2 separate regions of the Mus musculus genome follow, and region 1 is linked to region 2. A link is a contact called in public HiChIP or PLAC-seq data. All regions are on one chromosome and are shown on one strand. Each heading gives the region's core, a stretch centred on a gene start, on an enhancer-like site or on the middle of the called end of the contact. The rest is flanking DNA. Distances are from core to core; before and after follow the strand shown.

What was found. HiChIP or PLAC-seq counts read pairs in DNA pulled down with a chosen protein or histone mark.
Region 1: an H3K4me3 HiChIP or PLAC-seq map of craniofacial prominence shows a contact between it and region 2, with 4 times the contacts expected there. The contact joins the promoter of 2900041M22Rik here to the enhancer-like site in region 2. A contact is called at or near these places in 1 of 39 promoter capture datasets (the SN4741 cell line), 1 of 15 datasets of contacts at CTCF or cohesin (large pre-B cells), 4 of 484 Hi-C or Micro-C datasets (the N1E-115 cell line, embryonic fibroblasts, embryonic stem cells and 1 more), 9 of 115 datasets of contacts at active chromatin or transcription factors (cardiomyocytes, craniofacial prominence, embryonic basal ganglia and 5 more) and 1 of 9 other capture datasets (embryonic stem cells).

What each region holds. Positions count from the first base shown.
Region 1 is chr11:117,609,248-117,612,667 of GRCm38.p6, reverse strand. It overlaps 2900041M22Rik (RIKEN cDNA 2900041M22 gene), which reads right to left and starts at 1,421. Exons shown (of 2, transcript NR_015489.2): 1 at 1,234-1,421; 2 at 1-406. Gm35170 (a long non-coding RNA gene) reads left to right here. Exons shown (of 4, transcript XR_003949818.1): 4 at 18-845.
Region 2 is chr11:117,435,608-117,438,692 of GRCm38.p6, reverse strand. It overlaps Gm11732 (predicted gene 11732), which reads right to left. Exons shown (of 5, transcript NR_166733.1): 2 at 2,198-2,344; 3 at 1,680-1,905; 4 at 1,106-1,334; 5 at 1-888. Among named protein-coding and RNA genes, the nearest start is that of Gm11732, 11 kb to the right of the region's middle. Within about 2 kb of position 1,777, at least 70 of the 459 cell types and tissues checked have an H3K27ac peak or open chromatin away from gene starts, as enhancers often do. A contact at or near this core is called in the N1E-115 cell line, craniofacial prominence and forebrain, where this site is marked.

The DNA.
Region 1 (3,420 bases), core at 172-2,671, 170 kb before region 2:
AGGCCTTTCTTCCGAAGGCTCAGTTTGGGAGCTGGTCTGAACTTCAGGTAGTTTCAACATTCGACCTGCCCTCTGGAGCCCAACGACCTCCCTCCCAACAATGACCACTTGGGTAGAGGCAGAAGCAGCAGCACTGGCCAATGTCAACCGATGTGTACATCCTCAGCTGGTGCTGACTCCACACTATGCAGACCGGCCAACCCCAGGTAACAGGACTGCAGTAGGAAGGGAAGCTCTTCAGTCTCCTGGCTCCCACCGATGTGGTTTCTGCTCTGGATCTGCCGCAGCCAGCCAGGTACCAACGCCACCTGCATGTAGCTCAGGGACATCAAAGCTGTTGAGAACGTTTTCCCACTGAACTGAGCCTGGGTGGGTCCTTCACCTGTTCTTGACATTCTTCCTGAATCTGGAAATTGAGGACATGCTTGTGTGACTATCGTGTCACATGGTGGCCACCAGATTGTTCTCCATGACTCCTGCCACCTTTGTGTCTGAAGGTGGGACTGTGCCTGACCAAATGACCATGATACCCACCCCCCGCCCTCCACCCCATGCTGGCTTTGGCAAAGCAGCTGGATAAGCTCTGAGTTGCTGATAGAGGGGGCTATTTAGCCAGAAGTAGAGTGTGGTCTCCATCTGATCGTCAGCAAAGAAACAGGTCCAACAGCCCACATAGTGCGAGCCTGACAGCCCACAAGGAACTGACAGACACCAACTGGCTGAGTTGAAGATGGATCTTTCTTTCAGACGATTAGCAGTTCAGACTAGGATGGCAGCTTCATGAGAGCACAAGTGGAGGACCTGGCCAGAGGCTTGGACCCCTGAACCTCACTGTTTTGTTTTAAGCTCACTGTCTTGGTGTCATTTGTTACAAAGTATCTGGGAGCTAGTCTGCAGTCCTGTGAAGTTGAACACAAAATGATGAGCTATGATATCAAGACAGCAGCCACCCTGGTCAGGTCTCTCTCTCTCTCTCTCTCTCTCTCTCTCTCTCTCTCTCTCTCTCTCTGCTGACTAGCAAGGCTGGCACTAGGAAACAGTGTCTGAGATACGGGATCTGAAGCAGGTTCCTGGAGAAGACTCCAGAGCTATCACATCTTTGCTGGGTGATAACGGGTAAATGGTCTGACTAGCACATGCCCAAGCTTCCGACTTGGAAGGTGGAACTGGTGCTGGTCTGTCCTTTTTCTCATAAAAGGGATAAAGAAAGCAGCCTCCTAACCAAATACTCACCCTGCACTGCCGGAGAGATCCCAGCTTTTAGGACAGCTCGGAAGGCATCTGCGCGGTGCAGCTGCAAGGCGTGGTCTTGTGTGTTTTGCCGAGGGAGAAGTGGAAGCCCAGAGAAGTTAAAAGGAAGCACAAGACCATATAACCAATCAGCGGGCCAGCTCAACTAGCCTCATAGCTCTACTTCTAATGGGTGTGTGATGGGCGGGGCAGACTCCTGCAAGCCCGTCCTTTCTGAGGTCCGAGGTGTTCCTGCAGCGTGTAGAGTGGGCGGAGCTTCCAGGAGATCCCTGGTGGGGCGTCCTCCTAGAGCCTGGGGAGTTTGGAATCTTTGTGCCTCTTTATTAGACTTGCATAGCCCAGACTGGCCGAGCCTGAGAAGTGAATTTTTCTGTATTAAATAATTTTCCTGTTCCTGATAAGATCCAGCAACAAAAGGAGTCTAAGGAAGGAAAGGGTTGTTTGGTTCACAGTTCAAGGTCATTGTGGGGATGGTGTGAAAGCCAGAGTGGGAGACAGCTGGTCACATGGCATCCTCTGTCAGGAAGCAGAGAGAGACAGAGACAGAGAGAGAGAGGAGAGAGAGAGAGAGAGAGAGAGAGAAAGAGAGAGAGAGAGAGAGATGCTGGTCACATGACATCCTCAGTCAGGAAGCAGAGAGATGGATGCTGGTCACATGACATCCTCAGTCAGGAAGCAGAGAGAGAGATGGATACTGGTGCCAGGCTCTGTTCCTCCTTTTTGTTTAGTCCAAGACCCCAGCCCAGGAGGATTGTATCCAGTTCTCAATTCTGTCAAGTTAACAAGATTCATCTTTACATTCTCTGTCTCTCTCCCTCATAGGCCAAAGGCATGCATCTTGGGCTGTGCACACAGGGGCTGTGCTGGCAGCTTCTGGCCCACGTGAACCCACAGTGAAGCCCGAAGCAAGCTGTGGGCAGGAGGGCAGCAGGAAATGCTTATCCTGCAGGCTTCTGCAGAGCGGGTTCTAGTTTATACGATCTTCATGGGAGTCTTCCTTTGTGGCTGGTGGGTCATTCTCATTTCCACATCTGTGTTAATTAGCTCTAAAAGCATAGGAGGTGTAGGTTTTAATCTGATTGGTTGCCTGATCACATACTACAGGCTAGGGGCTGAAACCACAGTCACTGAGAGGGAGGAGGGAAGAGGGAGGAGGGAGCTGTCTGTTGTCTCCTCGAGCTCCATTCTGAGGACCAGCTTGGGCTACTTTTCCTGTTGAAATGACAAGACAACCTAATGGAGCAAGGATTTACTGTGGTGCATGGTTTGAGAGTGCAGTCCTGGCGTGGTGTGGAGTCTGAGGCAGGGGCCAGGTAGCATCTGTGAGCAGGAAGCAGAGATGAGTCTAGGCACTCAGCTCATGTTCTCCTTGTTATTCAGCTCAAGTCCACAGCCCATAGAACGGTGCCACCCACATCCAGGGACGGTCTTCTTACCTCAGCTAAGCCAATCTAGAAGACTCCTCCCTCACAGACATGCGCAGAGGTTGGCACCCTAGGTGATTCTAGATGCTGTCAAGTTTGACCATGAATTGTAACGAAGACAGAGCCCTGTGCTCAAGACTTCTTGTACTGGCTTTAATTATCTCCTAAAGGGTTTGCTTCTACACACAGCCTCACTGCGAGGGAAGGCTGGGACTCGAGAAGACACAGTTCAGTCTATAACATTTCCCTAGTGCCTGCTTTGTTCAGAGGGGCTGGCCGGTGGTCAGTATGACGGAGACATCGCTGGTGTAAAGTTTCCAACTGCAAGGTGTCAGCTTCCTTTGGAAGCCAGAGCTTTGCTTCTGCCAAAGGTCACCCTCTTTAGAAGGTGATTCCCACAAAGGAGAAACAGGGAGGTGTGCCTTAAAAACGAATGGCAGCAAGCTCTGATCTGGTTTGGGCATGCAGGGAAGGGAGAGGGGATATATCTCAGAGTCTCCACTGTGAGCTGTTTGCACCCCACTTTACCCCACCTCCTACCTCACCCCCCCCATCTCCCCACCTCCCCCCACCCCTCCAGTCCTCCCCCACTGCCATCTTAGGAAAGTTCCTGTGGTCTTGGTGATCCCGACTGTTCAGAGCATGGTGGGTCTGGAGCTGCTGAGCAGGGCCTATTTCTGTTCTGGAGAGGAAAGACCAACAGTGCAGGTGTATAAAGCATGATGACACCGGCATGGGGGAGGGG
Region 2 (3,085 bases), core at 528-3,027:
AGAGGCTTTTAGAGATAGTTCTTCCAGTCAGGAGAGCTCCGTGCTCTGGGGGTGGTGGGGGGCGGGGAGAACTGGGAGGTGGAAGGGTGTGACCTTGAATCTTTGAATCAAAGCCTGCACCTGCTGGCTTCTGAGATCCAATCAGCTGTTTGGATACACAGCCGGCTTACTCTCTGTGGCAGAATGGCTAGGCAGCTGGGAAAGTAGAGGCCTCTACTAACTCTATCAGAGAGGCGGGCATAAGGCATGAGGTTGCCTGGAGAGCCAGGGGGAAGAGGATTTAACTGAATACCCAGGAAAGGGACGGGGGATACAGGCTCACAGCCACACCAGCTGGGTGCCTATAGTTACAAGGTTCTTTTCTTTACACACAACTTCTACATAGAAAACCAAGGTGTACGGTGTACTCAGTGGTAGAGTGCTTGTCTGGCTTGCTCAGGCCCTGGGTCTGCTGCCCAGTACAAGATCCATTTCCAGCCTCAGTGAGCGCTGTTCACTTGCTCCTAAGCAACTATCCCCACTGAAGTGTGGTTCCCAGGACGCCTTTGGCTCCCGTGTGCCATTTAGCTCTCTGACTCCATGCGTGGCTTACATGGCTTGTGTCAGGCCATGTTACCCTGCCCCCTACTGTGTCCACACACCCGTGATGCGATGGCATCCCCCTGCTCAAGCCCCACCCCACTTCCTCGTCGAATTTTAAAGTGTACACAAACTCAGCCACCAGCAATATAAAACGTGTCTGGGGAACTGGAGAGACAGCTTTGCTGTTATAGAATGTGGACTGCTCATCAGAAGGTCCAGAACCTGTGTCAGGCAGCTTACAAGCACTGTTACTCCTGCTCTAGGGGGGATCTGACATCTCTGGCCTCCTCGGGTATACACACTCAACTATACACACACAGAGAGAAAGAGAGGAGAGAGAGAGAGAGGGAGAGAGAGAGAGAGAGATCATAAGACTAAATCACCTTTAAAAATCAAAAGTGTCTGTAGGCAGCCCAGCCTCAGCACCCGTCCCCATCAGTCTCCTGGTCGTGCCACGCTGGACTGTGGGCTCCCTTAAGCATAATGACCCCAACTGTGTGCTGTGCCCACACCATAACCTTACCTGAGACACACAAGGTTTTGGTCCATATTCTAATTCTGCCTCGATAACAAAATACCCCCGGCTGAGCAACTCATATGCAGTCGATGCTTATTGGCTGCATGGTTCTGCGGGCTGGGAAGCCCAAGGGAGCCAGCAGCGTCTGGAAGGAGCTGTTCTTCATGGCAGAAGGGGAAGGGGACATGAGAGCAAGAGGAATCAAAACATCAGTCCCTTCTCCAGCTTCCTGCACCTGCGATAACAGATTCCACCAGTGAGGACCTTAGTCCATTCAGGGAAGAGGAGCCCTCCAGAGCCCCTAGCCTCTCCTATTCCACCCCTGGATGAAGCCGAAGTAGCAGATAAACTCCAGCGCGGCAAAGAAAACTGCACAGCCTCTACCCCCAACTCTTCCAAGCATGAGGAGTCTCCCTAGCACCTACAGTCTGGGGTCCAGAACACCCCCTACTACTTGTCCCTCACCCGACCAAGCAGATAATCCTCACGGCAGGATCGAAATGAGACTTATACAACACACAGAGGTTTGTGATGACCTCTGACCCCTCTCTCATTCCCAGTGCCTCTCCATGCTGCTCACCGCCTGCGCCTGCACAGGAACCCCGGGGCTCCCAAGCCTTCTTGAAAAGTTGCTGGCAAACTGATGGGGAAGCCTACACGGGCTCGTCTCCATGGCAACCTGCTCGGCTGAGCAGCTCCGGGCAGCCAGGGCTGTCACAAGGCACTGTGAGGGTGAGTAGCTGGCAATGGTTACGGAGGAGGGGCAGCCCTGCCAGGCTGCCGCAGTGTAAACCTGGCGCCATCCCCTAGGCAGAATGCAAACCTCAAATCAGGAGCAACCATCAACAATGGGAACGTCCGACTCAAAGACCCAACCCACCCACAAGCAGAAGGGGTTCCTGGGGACAGGCTCTGGAATCCACTTCCGTCCTACAGGAGAGGAAGGGGGTGCTGGGAGGTAGAGATGGGGCTGCCCATACACAGGAGGCAAGGGCTCAGCCTGACATTTCCTGAGGCGCGCTCCTCTACCCTGCCCGACTCAGATGAGCAGGCTGGGACAGTCCTCCTCTCCTGCAGCTAAGCTGTGGGCTTTCCTACCTTATTTGAGCATAGGCTAGACCTGTCGTCTCGTGTCAGATGTGGCTGGAACTCTGTATGGTTGAGCCGGTGTCACTGCCGTTTCCAGTGAATCCAGTGGATCTCCCTGCTCCTGTCTTTTTCCTTTTTCTCTCTTGGACTCAATTCCTGAGAGAGAGAGAGAGCAAGAGAAAGCACAAGAGAGAAACTTGCACGTTCACGTGCATGCGGATGTCAAAGGTCAACCTTGATGTTGTGCCTCAGGCGCTATACACCTTGTCTTTTATTTACTTTATAAACTATGTGTGTGCGGCTGTGAACAGCCTTGAGCACATAGGTGCAGTGCCTGAAAAGGCCAACAGAAAGCATATGACTCCCTGGAGCTGGACCTACCGCCAGTTTGGAGGTGCCTGGTATGGGGACTGCGAAGCAGGTGCTCTTGACTATTGAGCCATCTCTCCAGCCCCGCCTTCTGTTTTGAGACCAGGTCTCTCACTGGTCCCGAGACTGACTCACTAGCTGGGCTAGGTTGGCCTCCTGCAAGTTGCCTGCCTGTGTCTGCCTTGCCAGTACTAGAACTACAAGCATGAGTCACAGCACCTGGATTTGGGGGTTCAGTTTTAGGTCCCCTTGCTTGCCGGACTGAGCTATCTCCCCAGCTCCTTGGTCCCAGTTTTCGCTGATGTCCCAAGGAAGACTGTAGATGGTTGAGACTTGCAGAAAGCCCCTACTTGGTCTGGCTCATCACATTCCACCTGTAGCCTACCTGTGTTTGTGGGGAGGGATGCCCAGGGCCTTGTATACACCAAGCACTCTACCTCTAAGTCACACCCCAGAGCCCCCATACTTCATTCATAACCTTTTCATATGCATTTCCTTCCCAGAGGTTAAAGGAGATTTTGCCAGAAG